3 separate regions of the Pan troglodytes genome follow, and regions 2 and 3 are each linked to region 1. A link is a contact called in public HiChIP or PLAC-seq data. All regions are on one chromosome and are shown on one strand. The core of a region is the stretch at or near the end of the contact, and the rest is flanking DNA. Distances in the headings are between cores, read along the strand shown. Region 1 holds the start of ZNF121 (zinc finger protein 121). Region 2 holds the start of ZNF317 (zinc finger protein 317). Region 3 holds the start of ZNF699 (zinc finger protein 699).

What was found. HiChIP or PLAC-seq counts read pairs in DNA pulled down with a chosen protein or histone mark.
Region 2: an H3K4me3 HiChIP or PLAC-seq map of stem cell-derived excitatory neurons shows a contact between it and region 1, with 4 times the contacts expected there. The contact joins the promoter of ZNF317 here to the promoter of ZNF121 in region 1. A contact is called at or near these places in 1 of 7 Hi-C or Micro-C datasets (stem cell-derived neural progenitor cells) and 1 of 1 datasets of contacts at active chromatin or transcription factors (stem cell-derived excitatory neurons).
Region 3: an H3K4me3 HiChIP or PLAC-seq map of stem cell-derived excitatory neurons shows a contact between it and region 1, with 3 times the contacts expected there. The contact joins the promoter of ZNF699 here to the promoter of ZNF121 in region 1. A contact is called at or near these places in 1 of 7 Hi-C or Micro-C datasets (stem cell-derived neural progenitor cells) and 1 of 1 datasets of contacts at active chromatin or transcription factors (stem cell-derived excitatory neurons).

The regions. Positions count from the first base shown.
Region 1 is chr20:12,307,531-12,311,861 of NHGRI_mPanTro3-v2.0_pri, forward strand. It overlaps ZNF121 (zinc finger protein 121), which reads right to left and starts at 1,824. Exons shown (of 4, transcript XM_001161005.5): 1 at 1,734-1,824.
Region 2 is chr20:11,887,404-11,891,734 of NHGRI_mPanTro3-v2.0_pri, forward strand. It overlaps ZNF317 (zinc finger protein 317), which reads left to right and starts at 1,998. Exons shown (of 7, transcript XM_524096.6): 1 at 1,998-2,227.
Region 3 is chr20:12,031,900-12,036,230 of NHGRI_mPanTro3-v2.0_pri, forward strand. It overlaps ZNF699 (zinc finger protein 699), which reads right to left and starts at 2,623. Exons shown (of 6, transcript XM_063800517.1): 1 at 2,135-2,623.

The DNA.
Region 1 (4,331 bases), core at 574-3,073:
AAAAAAAAAAAAAATCTACTAGACTGGGTGTGTTAGATGTTCAAGTTTTCCCTAGGATCAAATTTTTCGGAAAAAAATGTCAAAACTACACTTAGTCTAAACATGCTGTTAATAAATTCAATAGATACTACTTTATTACACTAATACTAGAATAATATTCTGATTTTAATAATAAATAATTCTAGTATCAGTTTAATAAAGCCTCCATCCTGGCCAGGAGCGGAGGCTCACGCCTGTAATCCCAGCTCTTTGGGAGGCCGTCAGGCGGATTACAAGGTCAGGAGTTCGAGACCAGCCTGGGGAGCATGGTGAAACCCTGTCTCCACTAAAAATACAAAAAAAAAAAAAAAAAAAAAAAAAAAAAAAATTAGCTGGGCATGGTCCCTGCTACTCGGAGGCTGAGGCAGGAGAATCACTTGAACCCAGGAGGCGGAGGTTGCAGTGAGCTGAGATCGCGCCACTGCACTCCAGCCTGGGCGACAAGAGCAAGACTCCGTCTGAAAAAAACAAACAAAAGCCTCCATCCTTTCTTCCTGTGGGCCCCTGTTTTGAAGCTCTGTGCTGGGGTACAGACCTAGGAACTTCAGATAAAGACAACAGCTGTGTATTATTGCCTTTCTTTCTTTTTTGAGACGGAGTTTCGCTCTCATCGCCCAGGCTGGAGTGCAGTGGCAGATCTCGGCTCACTGCAACCTCGGCCTCTCAGGTTCAAGCAATCCTCCTGCCTCAGCCTCCCAAGTAGCTAGGATTACAGGGGACTGCCACCAAGCCTGGCTTTTTTTTTTTTTTTTGGTGAGACGGAGTCTCCCTCTTTTGCCCAGGCTGGAGTGCAGTGGCGCGATCTCGGCTCACTGCAAGCTCCGCCTCCCGGGTTCACGCCATTCTCCTGCCTCAGCCTCCCAAGTAGCTGGGACTACAGGCGCCCGCCATCGCGCCTGGCTAATTTTTTGTATTTTTAGTAGAGACAGGGTTTCACCATGTTGGCCAGGCTGGTCTCGAACTCCTGACCTCAGGTGATCTGCCCGCCTCGACCTCCCAAATGGCTGGGATTACAGGCGTGAGCCAGCGCGCCCAGCCTGCCTTTCTTTTGTAGAAAGGCTTGTAGCTGGTAACAACAAGAAACATTAAGTCCAAGAAAATAAAATAAGAAACTAAAGGCTCACAGTCTACACGTGTTCATATTTACATGCAGATATAGGCACACCCTAAACGACTATTTTTTTTCCATCAGAAAGTAATGTGTCAAAAATAAGAATAGGACATCAATGCCAGATTCTCAGACGAGACATTTTTAAGCAAAGAAATGGAAGTCAGAGCCCTCTTGAAACCAATTTTCTGCAGGTGTTCACCAGGAACACGCCGGAAACGCCAGGTTCCTGAGGCGCGGAAATGCGGGGCCGGAGCCAACCTGACTGGAACGGCAGAAATCCTTTTACTTTCAGAAAGAAAGAAACTCACAAAGGTTGCTTTCCAAGCTTTTGAAGAAGGGAGCACAGCGGATGAAACCACTCCAGAAAACGCGCGGAGTCGGGACAAACACACTTCCCGACCTGGCTCCTGACTGGGACCCACTGAGCCTGCGGCCTCTAGCCACTGGCCGCGCAGGGAGGACCGACAGCCCCTGGAGAAGAGAGTGAAACGAGGCAGATCGGAGAGGCTCCTGGGCGACAGCACCCAATCGTTCCTTTGCCGCCCCCCGCTATCTCCGGGATCCCCAAGCAGGCGGAACTCACCACAGCCAGGGTGGACTCCACCACGATAAAGGCGAAATGGCACTGACCATGCGGAGCCAGCGCCGGAAAAGATGGCGATTGTGCGCTGACGTCACTTCCGCTCCGAGCCTCGGGCCGGGCGGGGCTCCTGGGTTCGAGTTTCAGCCACATAGGACCCAGTCAAACACAGAAATTGTAGTTTCTTCCCGGGTGGGCGCGGACAGGCCCGTACTTGGGGGCGGTTTAGAGGTGGGACCCGGCTAGCCGGCGGTTCAGGTGGCCGGACCTGCTGGAAGGGCGGGCGTGGGGGATGGGACGCACCCCAGGGGATGCTCCTGCAGAGCTTTTCCCAGGTGGGCACAGTGGCTAAGGCCTGTAAGTCCAACACTTTGGGAGGCTAAGGCAGGTGGATAGCTTGAGTCCAAGAGTTCAAGACCAGCGTGGGCAAAATAGCAACATCCTTTATTAAAATATATATATGTGTATACATATATATAAAGCTTGTTTGTATACATCTCATGTTCCTAGAGCCTTTCCATGATTCTTCCATATTGATAAAGCTGCCAGTGAATGGCATGGTCTATCTCTTCTATTCCGTCAGGCTTTCTGTAGGCCTTTATTTCTTCATTCTTTATTTTTTAGAACCTGCTGGTTCCATTGCGTTTTCTTTTTTCGTTTTTCTTTTTCCTTTTTTATTTTTTTTTGAGACAGATCTCACTCCGTTGCCCAGGCTGGAGTGCAGTGGCATGACCTCGGCTCACTGTAACCTCTGCCCCCCGGGTTCAAGCGATTCTCCTGCCTCAACCTCCCGAGTAGCTGGGATTACAGATGTCTGCCTCCACGCCCAGCTAATTTTTGTACTTTTAGTAGAGAAGAGTTTCACCATGATGGCCAGACTGATCTCGAACTCCTGACCTCCAATGATCTGTCTCCCTCAGCTTCCCAAAGTGCTGGAATTATAGACATGAGCCACCGCACCCGGCCACATTTTCAATATAATAATATTTTCTGTAAATCTTGATTTTTTTTTGTCTTCATCAAGTATGTATTTCTGGCTGGGTACGGTGGCTTATGCCTATAATCCCAGCAATTTGGGAGGCCAAGGGATCGTTTGAGGCCAGGAGTTTGAGACCAGCCTGGGCAATACAGCAAGACCCCGTCTCTATTTAAAAAATTTTTTTAAATATGTTTTTGTTTTTGTTTTGAGATGGAGTCTAGCTCTGTTGCCCAGGCTGGAGTGCAGTGGCACGATCTTGCTGACTGCAACCTCTGCCTCCCGGGTTCAAGCGATTCTTCTCTCTCAGCCTCCTGAGTAGCAGAGATTACAGGCAGGCGCCACCATGCCCGGCTAATTTTTGTATTTTTAGTAAAGACAGGGTTTCACCATATTGGCCCAGTTGGTCTCGAACTCCTGACCTCATGATCTGCCTGCCTCACCTTTCCAAAGTGCTGGGATTACAGATGTGAGCCACCACGCCTGGCCAAAAACATGTATTTCTATTGTTATTTTTCTGATCTTCCCACATGGGCCAGGACCACATTTCCTACATTGTAAAATAGCGCTGACACCAGACATTCTCCCCAGGTTTATTCAGAAATGTAACATAATCCCAGTAAAAATATTAAAAGTTTTTTCTGGAGTTAGTTACGTTGATACTAAAGTTTATGTGGAAGAATAAATATCTGATAATAACCAAGAAAACAAAAACAAAAGCAATGATGAGCAGCAGATGTTAAAACATACTATTAACAGTTTTCACACAAGGCAAATAATTAAATTATATTAAAATAAAAATAAATAAGACATACTATAAAGCCTCTATAATTAAAACTATGTGGTACTAGCACATGAAGCAGAAACAGACTAATAAAATATCTAAAAACAGACCCAAGAACATGTAGGAATTTGGTTCATAAATGTGGTATTTTGCCAGGCGCGGTGGCTCATACCTGTAATCCTAGCAATTTGGGAGGCCGAGGCGGGAGGATCACCTGAAGTCAGGAGTTCAAAACCAGCCTGTCCAACATGGTGAAACCCTGTCTCTAATAAAAATACAAAAATAAAATTAGCCAAGCTTGGTGGTGGGCTTTCTGTAATCCCAGCTATTCGGGAGGCTGAGGCAGGAGAATCGCTGAAACCCAGAAGGCAGAGGTTGCAGTGAGCCGAGATCGCGCCACTGGACTCCAGCCTGGGCAACAAGAGTGAAAATCCATCTCAAAAAAAAAAAAAAAAAGGTATTTCAGATCAATGAGGCAAAAAAAGCCATTTGTAATGGAAAGTCTAAGACAGCTGGGTAGCCATCAGAGAAAAGATGAAATTAAATCCATACTTCACAGCATATACAAGAATAAACTCTAAATGGACTAGGGATCTAAATGTGAAAAATAAAACCATATACGCATTCAGGGTGTAAGTGATTTCTTGGCTGAGAAAGGAAAAAGACGTACCACAAGGCGGCAGTAGCACACAAGCTTTATTTGGGATGTGCTTTGACAGGTTAGGAGTGGCGGGAGGTAGCAAACAGCAAGAGAATATCCACAGGCTTCTACCTGTGGGTCGCTGCTCAGAAAGGGTGGAAAGGAAGAAAGACTCCCAGAGGAGAAGGGGAATCAAAGAGG
Region 2 (4,331 bases), core at 748-3,247, 420 kb before region 1:
AATTAGTTGGGCGTGGTGGTGCATGCCTGTAAGCCCAGCTACTCGGGAGGCCGAGGCAGGAGAATCGCTTGATCCCGGGAGGCGGAGGTTGCGGTGAGCTGAGATCCCACCATTGCACTCCAGCCTGGGAAACAAGAGCGAAACTCCATTGCAAAAAGAAAAAAAAAAAAGAAAAAAAAAGATGAGAGATGAATGTTGGCGAGGGCATGGAGGAAAGTGAACCCTAGTACATTGTTGGTGGGAATGCATATTGGTACAACCTTTGTGGAAAACAGTATTCAGGCTCTTAAAGAAATCTACAACAGAACTACTATATGACCCAGGAATTCCTCTTTTGAATATATGCCTAAAAGAGATGAAATAATCACCTCATAACGATGTCTGCACTCATTTTCATTGTAGCATTATTTACAATATCCAAGTTACAGAAACAACCTCAATGTCCATTGATGCTCACATGAATACGAAATATAAAATAGCAGCTATGTAGTCTGAATAATATTCTATTATATCTATTTTGTATTTATATATGATGTCAACATTAATATCATATAATATTGATATATATTTCAAATTATATTAAATATTAATTAATATAATATTTATATTAATATAATATGTTGTATATACATACCCATTACATAATAGATATTCCCATTATATGTTATATATCATGTAATATATTATATGTAATATATGTATATAATATACTATATGAAATACATACTATATATTATATGTATTATTATATGTATATATGCTATATATTATGGTGTATATATTATTATGAAATCTATATTACATTATGTAATATAGATTATATATTATATATGAATATTTTATATCCATATATATTCCATATATACATTTTATATGTGTGTGTATATATATATATGCACCATGGTCCATCCCCTCAATAATATATTTTCCAAAACCTCAAATTTCCTTCTCTCTGTCTTTTATAATACCTGCCCTGGATAATACTAACCATCTGTCTCTCCTGCCTATATAATTCTGCCCCTACTGGTTACATGGGAAGCCTTGGTTTCCTAAAGTGTTGAGATTACAGGTGTGAGCCACTGTACCAAGTCTGATTCTGGAATTTTGTATATGCAGACTCCTCCTGCTAAAATAATATATATTATATATAATATATATTCCATAATATATATAACATACATACATATATTATTTTAGCATATATTATATAATATACAGTAATAATACACATAGTACATAATTATAATAAATATGATATAATATATATTCCATTGTATAAAACATATAATATATGTAACGGAATATTATTCAACCTTGAAATAGAAGGAGATCCTGACATTTATCACAAGATGGGTGGACCTGGAGGACATTTTGCTAAGTGAAATAAGCCAGACACAAAAAGAAAAATATTGCATGACGTCACTTACATGAGGAACTTTTTTTAATCAAGAGAGACAGCTCAAATACACAGAAATAAAGAATGAAACAGTTGGGGAAGGAAATGGGGAGATGTGGGTCAAAAAACACAAAATAGCAGATATGCAGGATGAACACCACACAGGTGATGGTGATTTTACGCCCCTCCCAAGGTGTCATTCAGAGGCACGTGGTCTCCATCTGACCCTCACTGGTGATATTGATTAGATCACCTGGTCCAGATGTTGTCCAATTTCTTCGCTGTACAATTTCTATTACTTTTTCTCCATTCCAACATACGAGCAGTTTATAGAGAGGCATTTAAGGCAATTCAAATATCTGCTCGTCATGCAAATGTCCCCCAGTTGTGTCATATAGATGACAATTCTTGCCTGATTCAACCTTTACCACTATGATGGCTACAAAATGCTGTGGGTTGTAGTTGAAAATTTGAGTCTTGAGTAGAAATTGGAGAAACATGCTGGACCGTCAGATTCCACCGGGGCACGGCCGCCATGCCAATCCAAACTTCAAAACTACAATTCCCAGCATCCTCTCCGCCCCGCTTCCGTATTAGACGCAGCCAATGAAGTCCCGCGAGAATTGGAAGGCGGCAGTGAAGCGGAAGCCATTACTCTCTGGAGGCTATTGCCCCGAGACACATGGGCCAAGGAGGGGTCAGCGGCGAATTCTTTCGGCCTGTTGGGGACCCCTTGCGTCCCCACGCCAGACTGGACCTCCCGTATGAACTTCTCTTCGCATCGGCGGCGGCTTCCGTCACCTCCGCTCCCCCGATCCTACTCCCAGTCGTGTAAGCCCTGCTTTCCTTAACCCTTCTCCCCCTCAGTTCCTGGGGTCACGGGAGGCCTATCTGGCGGTGAGGACTAAGAGGGTACGAGGGTCGGGGGCTAAAGAGCTAGGCATCCAGACGAGGGGTGCGTTTAGATCTCGCGATCAGCGATATGAAAAGCTGGGGACGCGAAGGATAAAATTGGACCATTGCAGCTAGTGATGAGAGAAGCATTGGTCACCTGATCCTGAAAAGCCCTGAGTCTCTGGTGGGGGCGGAAAAGCCCGGCTGAAGTGAATTCAAGAGTTTGGGGGCAGTTCAGGAGATTGGGGGGCGTCAGGATTTGGACATCGCGAGGAGAAATCACCTTCTTTCTGCGCTGTAGTCAATTTTATCTCGTGAATGTCAGCACATTGGTGTTCTTTTTAGCACTTACCTTGAGTACCTTTTATATTTTTAAGTCCTTCTGGTTGCACTTTTTTATTTATTTTAATTTTAGTGGACTCTCTTGTAAATAGCCTATATGTATATTTACTATTCAGTTCAACATTTTGTTAATTAACTTGAGTTAGTCCAGTTATACTTATCGTGATTATTAATATTTTCCATTGAATTTTACCGTCTTATTTTGTGGTGTGTCCTTTTCTATGCACATATTTTAACACTGGAAAATAGGACATACATGCAAAAAAAGTATGATTACACACACACGCAGACTTACACACACTTAAAAGGACAACAGTAAAGCGAATTTACAAACCAGGCCAAGAAAGAGATTATTAAATCTCAGAAAGCTGTGTACCTCTTCTAAACTGCGTCCTCCTCTCCCACCAATACTTTCTCCGTGGATTTGACTGCGTATACATCTTTTCCAGAAAATATATTTCCTAAATTTTGGTAATTATTTGTGAATGAACTCAGGCGCTTCAGTATTTTTGGAAACAATCTTTTTCTGTATTGATGCAAGCACACCTTTGTAATTTAGAGATTTCTAAATATCTTGTAGATGAAGTACTTACACCTAGCCATTCTTTTTCAGGAATGTCATGGCTTAAATTCTAGTCAGTTGACCAAATTCCACATACTGGACTTTTGTTTTCAAGTTGTGGTGAATCTATATTTGAACTTTGAGAATATTGTCATTTTTATGCCATTGAGTTGCAGTTAATTGATTTACATCATTTATTTACATCTTCTTTAATGCCTTTCAATAAAATGTTTGTTGTTGTTGTTGTTGTTTTTCCTTTTTGAGATGGAGTCTCACCCTTGTAGCCCAGAATGGAGTGCAATGACAATCTCCGCTCACTGCAACCTCTGTCTCCCTGGTTCAAGCGGTTCTCCTGCCTCAGCCTCCCGAGTAGCTGGGAATACAGGCACCCACCACCACACCCAGCTAAATTTTGTATTTTTAGTGGAGATGGGGTTTCAACATGTTGGCCAGGCTGGTCTCGATCTCCTGACCTCAGGTGATCCACCCGCCTTGGCCTCCCAAAGTGCTGGGATTGCAAGAGAGAGCCACGATGTCAGGCTCAGTAAAGTTTTATAAGTACCTGCAAAAAGGATTTAGGTTGTTTTTGTTATATTTATTCTTAGGAACTTTGTTTTTTGGTGCTCAGAAAAGTCTAACTTTTGTGTAGTTTGTTGGATGTTCTTTGTAGACAAAGAAAATGTGTACAAGTCAAAGGGAAAATACAAATATTTATTTTATACAGACGATAAATTGTCTTTTTTGTTTGTTTTTTGTGCTGGACTGGATGGGGACTTCCATTGTCATTGACTGGAGTTTGGATGGCACACTCTAGGCAGGCCTGTTTATTTTCTGATCTTAAAGGGAATTGTCATTTGTGTCTGCCGAAGGCTTTTCTTTCGAAGAGTTTTTATTAGATCAAGGAAGCTCCCCTCTTTTCCTACTTGAGTTTTTCTTGTGAATTGCTGCAGGCTTTTAACAAGTGATTTTTTTTTTTTTTTTTTTGCCATTATGTATCTGTTTATTGATACATTTTGTATCTGTTTGATACAAAATCTATATTGATAGTTTTGTATCTGTTTATTGATACATTTCTAGTACCTTAAATTATGGCACTCAGTACTGCTGTGTAACAAATTAATGAGTGAATAATCTAAT
Region 3 (4,331 bases), core at 1,373-3,872, 270 kb before region 1:
CAAATATGTTATCTTTGAGCTCCTTTTCCTAAGGCCTATGTCTTGGGCAATGATGCTTCCCTTATAGCCCTTACCTCCTTTGTTTCATATTTATTTAGGTGACATTTATCCTGACCCTACTACATGAAGTCACAAGGAATAAGGCATAGAAAAATAAAAAAGAAAAATCCTGAAGCAAATGCATGTTATAATATTTTGGGTAAGACACTAAGTAAACAAAACACATCAGGTAGAGATACATGCTATATAAAAAATGTAGCACATTATAGGGATAAGGAGACACATAACATATTTATCTTTAGCAAGTCAGGACAGGTAATGTGGCAGGGTAGAAGCAGAAAATTAAAATAACTATTTCAGATCATGGTGGAATTTCAGAGGGTTTAGTATATCTATTATATATTTATAAGCATTATCAACTCCTAGAGGAAAAAAAATCAGTACTGGCCAGGGACGGTGGCTCACACCTGTAATCCCAGCACTTTGGGAGGCCAAGGTGGGTGGATCACAAGGTCAAGAGTTCAAGACCAGCCTGGCCAAGATGGTGAAACCCATCTCTACTAAAAATACAAAAAAAATTAGCTGGGCATGGTGGCAGGTGCCTGTTTGTAATCCCCACTACTTGGGAGGCTGAGGCAGAGAATTGTTTGAACCCAGGAGGCAGAGGTTGCAGTGAGCCAAGATCACGCCACTGCACTCCAGCCTGGGAGACACAGCGAGACTCTGTCTCAAAAAAAAAAAAAAAAAAAAAAATCGGTATTAATAGGCTAGACTATTGATATATAAAGTTGAATAACGACCAGCATAAAAGTTTAGAAAGAAAATAGAAAATAATATTTTTTAAAACATAGTAAACAGAATCAGAAAAGCTAAAAAAGCATCCTTTGCAAAAAGAAAAACTAATGAAACTGACAAACTCAGCTTTTTTAAAAAAATTTTTATTTAATTTATTGTTTAAGACAGACTCTTTATGTTCCCAGGTTGATCTCATTTCCTAGGCTCAAGCGATCCATCTGCCTTAGCTTCCCACCAGCTGGGACTACAGATGTGCACCACCGCAGCCAGCAACAGACTCAGCAATTTTAAGAGCAACAGGGCATAAACAACAAAACAACAAAAAATATGAACAAGAATGAATCATAATTACAGATATCATAAGGAGAATATAGAAAAAATTTAAGGAATAAATATGAAGATGCACAGGTAATTAATGAATTTCTAGAAAGTAGTACAACTTTCCAGCAGTGATCTAAAACCTGATTACACCCCGTAATTAAAGAAAAAAAAATCAGCGGTTTAAAACACGGTCAGGCCGGGTGCAGTGGCTCATGCCTGTAATTCCAGCACTTTGGGAGGCGGAGAGCCCATGAGTTCGAGACCTGCCCGGGCAACAGAGCGAGACTCCTATTTTCTAAAAAGAAATAGGAATAAAGAAAGGAAAAAAACCTACAAACACCTACAGCAAACATCCTATTTAATGGTGAAATGATAGAATAATTCCCTCTGGAATCAGAAACAAGACAAGGATGTAAATTACATGCTATTCTGTCGGACATTGTACTGGAGGTCCTGGCAAGTGCAGTAAAGAAATGAAAAGAAATGGAAACTGCAAGGAATAAAAAGGGAAAAGATTGAAACTGACAGATGACCAAATTTTCTGTGTGAAATTTAACCAATCTATAGACAAATGATTCAAATGCATCATTAATGACAAAATGCATCAGTTCACTTTCACTTGAATATAATGTATCAAACTGATGTCCACAGGCAGAATATAATATCCAGAGACCAAATACTATCTTTTTGTTTTTTTGAGACAGGGTCTCGCTCTGTTGCCCAGGCTGGAGTGCAGTGATGCGATCTCAGCTCACTGCAACCTCTGCCTCCCGAGTAGCTGGGAACACAGGAGCGCACCTTTTATATTACTTTTTTTTTTTTTTTTTGGTAGAGACGGGATCTTGCTATGTTGCCCAGGCTGGCCTCAAACTCCTGGGCTCAAGCGATCCGCCCGCCTCGGCCGCCCAAAGTGCTGGGATTACAGGCGTGAACCACCGCGCTTGGCCCAAACACTACCTAATGCATAAAGAGGGGACAGGAGGGGACCGAGCCGAGGCAAATGTCACCCCGTGCTCACCCGACACGCCGCGATCCACAGATCAGCTCACAGAGAACGAGGCTGAAGCGCTTGTCCTTGAGACCCGAATGGCAGAGATGCTCTTCCTTTCTGGAAAGAGAGCAAAGGATGCTTTCGGAGGCTGATGAACTACGACATTGGTTCTCCAACTCTCGCCTGCATCAGAATCACCCCGATTTCTGTACCCAGACCAGAGTTCCCGATTCAGTGAGTTTGGGACCAGCCGCGGCCACAGGGGCAGCTGACCCGGGCTCTCTGAGGAGGCGCCGCGGCGGCGGGAGGCCCCGGGCGCGGGGTCCGGACAAGGAGTGGCGGGGAGGCAGCCCTTAGACCGCCGATCCCCAAACCCAGCCCTCGGTCTCCCGCGGACCCGACCCGGGGCAGGCGGGGCGGGGCGGAGCAGGGCAGGACAGGAAGTGGACGGAGGCAAAAATGTTCCTCAGACGCGGGGGGAGGCGTAGGGTGACAGGGCTGTCGACTCGCGCATGCGCAGAAGCACACTTCTGATTCCTCTTTTGGCGCTGCAAATGGCGTATGGGGCGGGGCCTGGGAAGCGGGACTTGAGGTGAAGCGGGTGGAGCAGGGAGGAGCGGGATGCAAAGGAGCGCCAAGGCTGGTTCCAGCCGCAAGTGGATGAGAAATCCTAGTTTCTTCATGATTTGGAGTAAACAGAGAAGAAACAGAACCCTGGACTGGACTTGCATGACTCGGCCTGAGGGGCGGAACTGGGGCTAGACCTAGGGGCGTGGCCTTTTAAATATTCCAAGGGGCGGGGCTAAAGGTGGAACCAGATTGGGAGCGGGGCTTGGTTGAAATTCCTAGGGGGCGGAGACGAGGGCTGGGCGGGGCTTAAGTGACAAGGCCTAGGGATGGGGCTAAGGCTAGGGCTTCCCATCCAGGTTCTCAGCTACCACGGATACAGGATGCTCATCGATCGGGTTTCTACCTATCCTCCACGTTGCTACAGTCCTGTACACAGGACACATATATTTGCAGCTCTAATAGGAAACAGACTCTCCTTTACACTCACTCAGTCCTTTTGGGCCTTTTAGTTTTCCCTTTCATTGTTGTATTGATAACTTCTCCTGTAGAGGGAAGCCATTGATAATTATTTAAATAGAACCTTTTTCCTGGAAACTTGCTGAATTCTGATAGCTGTCAGTTTATTATTTGAACCATCAAATATAAATATTTTCTCTGCATGTTTTCATTGTTTTAATGTGTATAACTCATTTCTTTATGTGAGGCAATGTCTCACTCTATCGCCTAGGCTGGACTGCAGTGGCGCGACCATGGCTCACTGCAGCCTTGACTTCCCCAGCTCAAGTGATTGTCCCATCTCAGCCCCCCAAGTAGCTGAGAATACAGTCGCGTACCACCCCACCCAGCTATTTTCTTTATTTTTTGTAAAGATGGGATCGCACTATGTTGCTGAAGCTGGTCTCAAACTCCTGAGCTCAAGCTATCCTCTCATCTCAGCCTCCCAGAGTGCTAGGGGTACAGGTGTAAGCCACCACACCCAGAGTCATTTCTTTTTCTTATTGTTTGTTTAGGGCTTCCTCAACTATAAGTCGGAAAGAAATTAAGCATTCTTGTCTTGGTCGGTAATGATTACCAAAGTTCCTCAGTAAGCTGTTTACAACAGGTTGCACCTCTTATCAAGTTAATCTTTTTAAACCAGGTTTATAAAGATATTTTATCAATAATTTTTTATGAACACTATCAAATGTTTATGCAACAATTGAGTTGATAACATAATTTTGCTCCTCTGACTTAGTTTATAATATGATATCCATATAAAATATTTAATTTTAGGCAAGGCGCAGTGGCTCATGCCTGTAATCCCAGCACTTTGGGAGGCCGAGGCCGGTGGATTACCTGAGGTCAGGTGATCAAGACCAGCCTGGCTACCATGGTGAAACCCCATCTCTACTAAAAATACAAAAAATTAGCTGGGCATTGTGGCGGGTGCCTGTAATCCCAGCTACTCAGGAGGCTGAGGCAAGGAGAATCGCTTGAACCTGGGAGGCAGAGGTTGCAGTGAGCTGAGATCGCGCCATTGCACTCCAGCCTGGGCGACAATAGAAAGACTCCATCTCAAAAATATATATATTCAATTTTATATATCCCCAATGAATCTATACTTTTAGTAAAATGGTTTCTGAGTTTCCTAGTTTGCTTTTAAATGTCTCCCCAA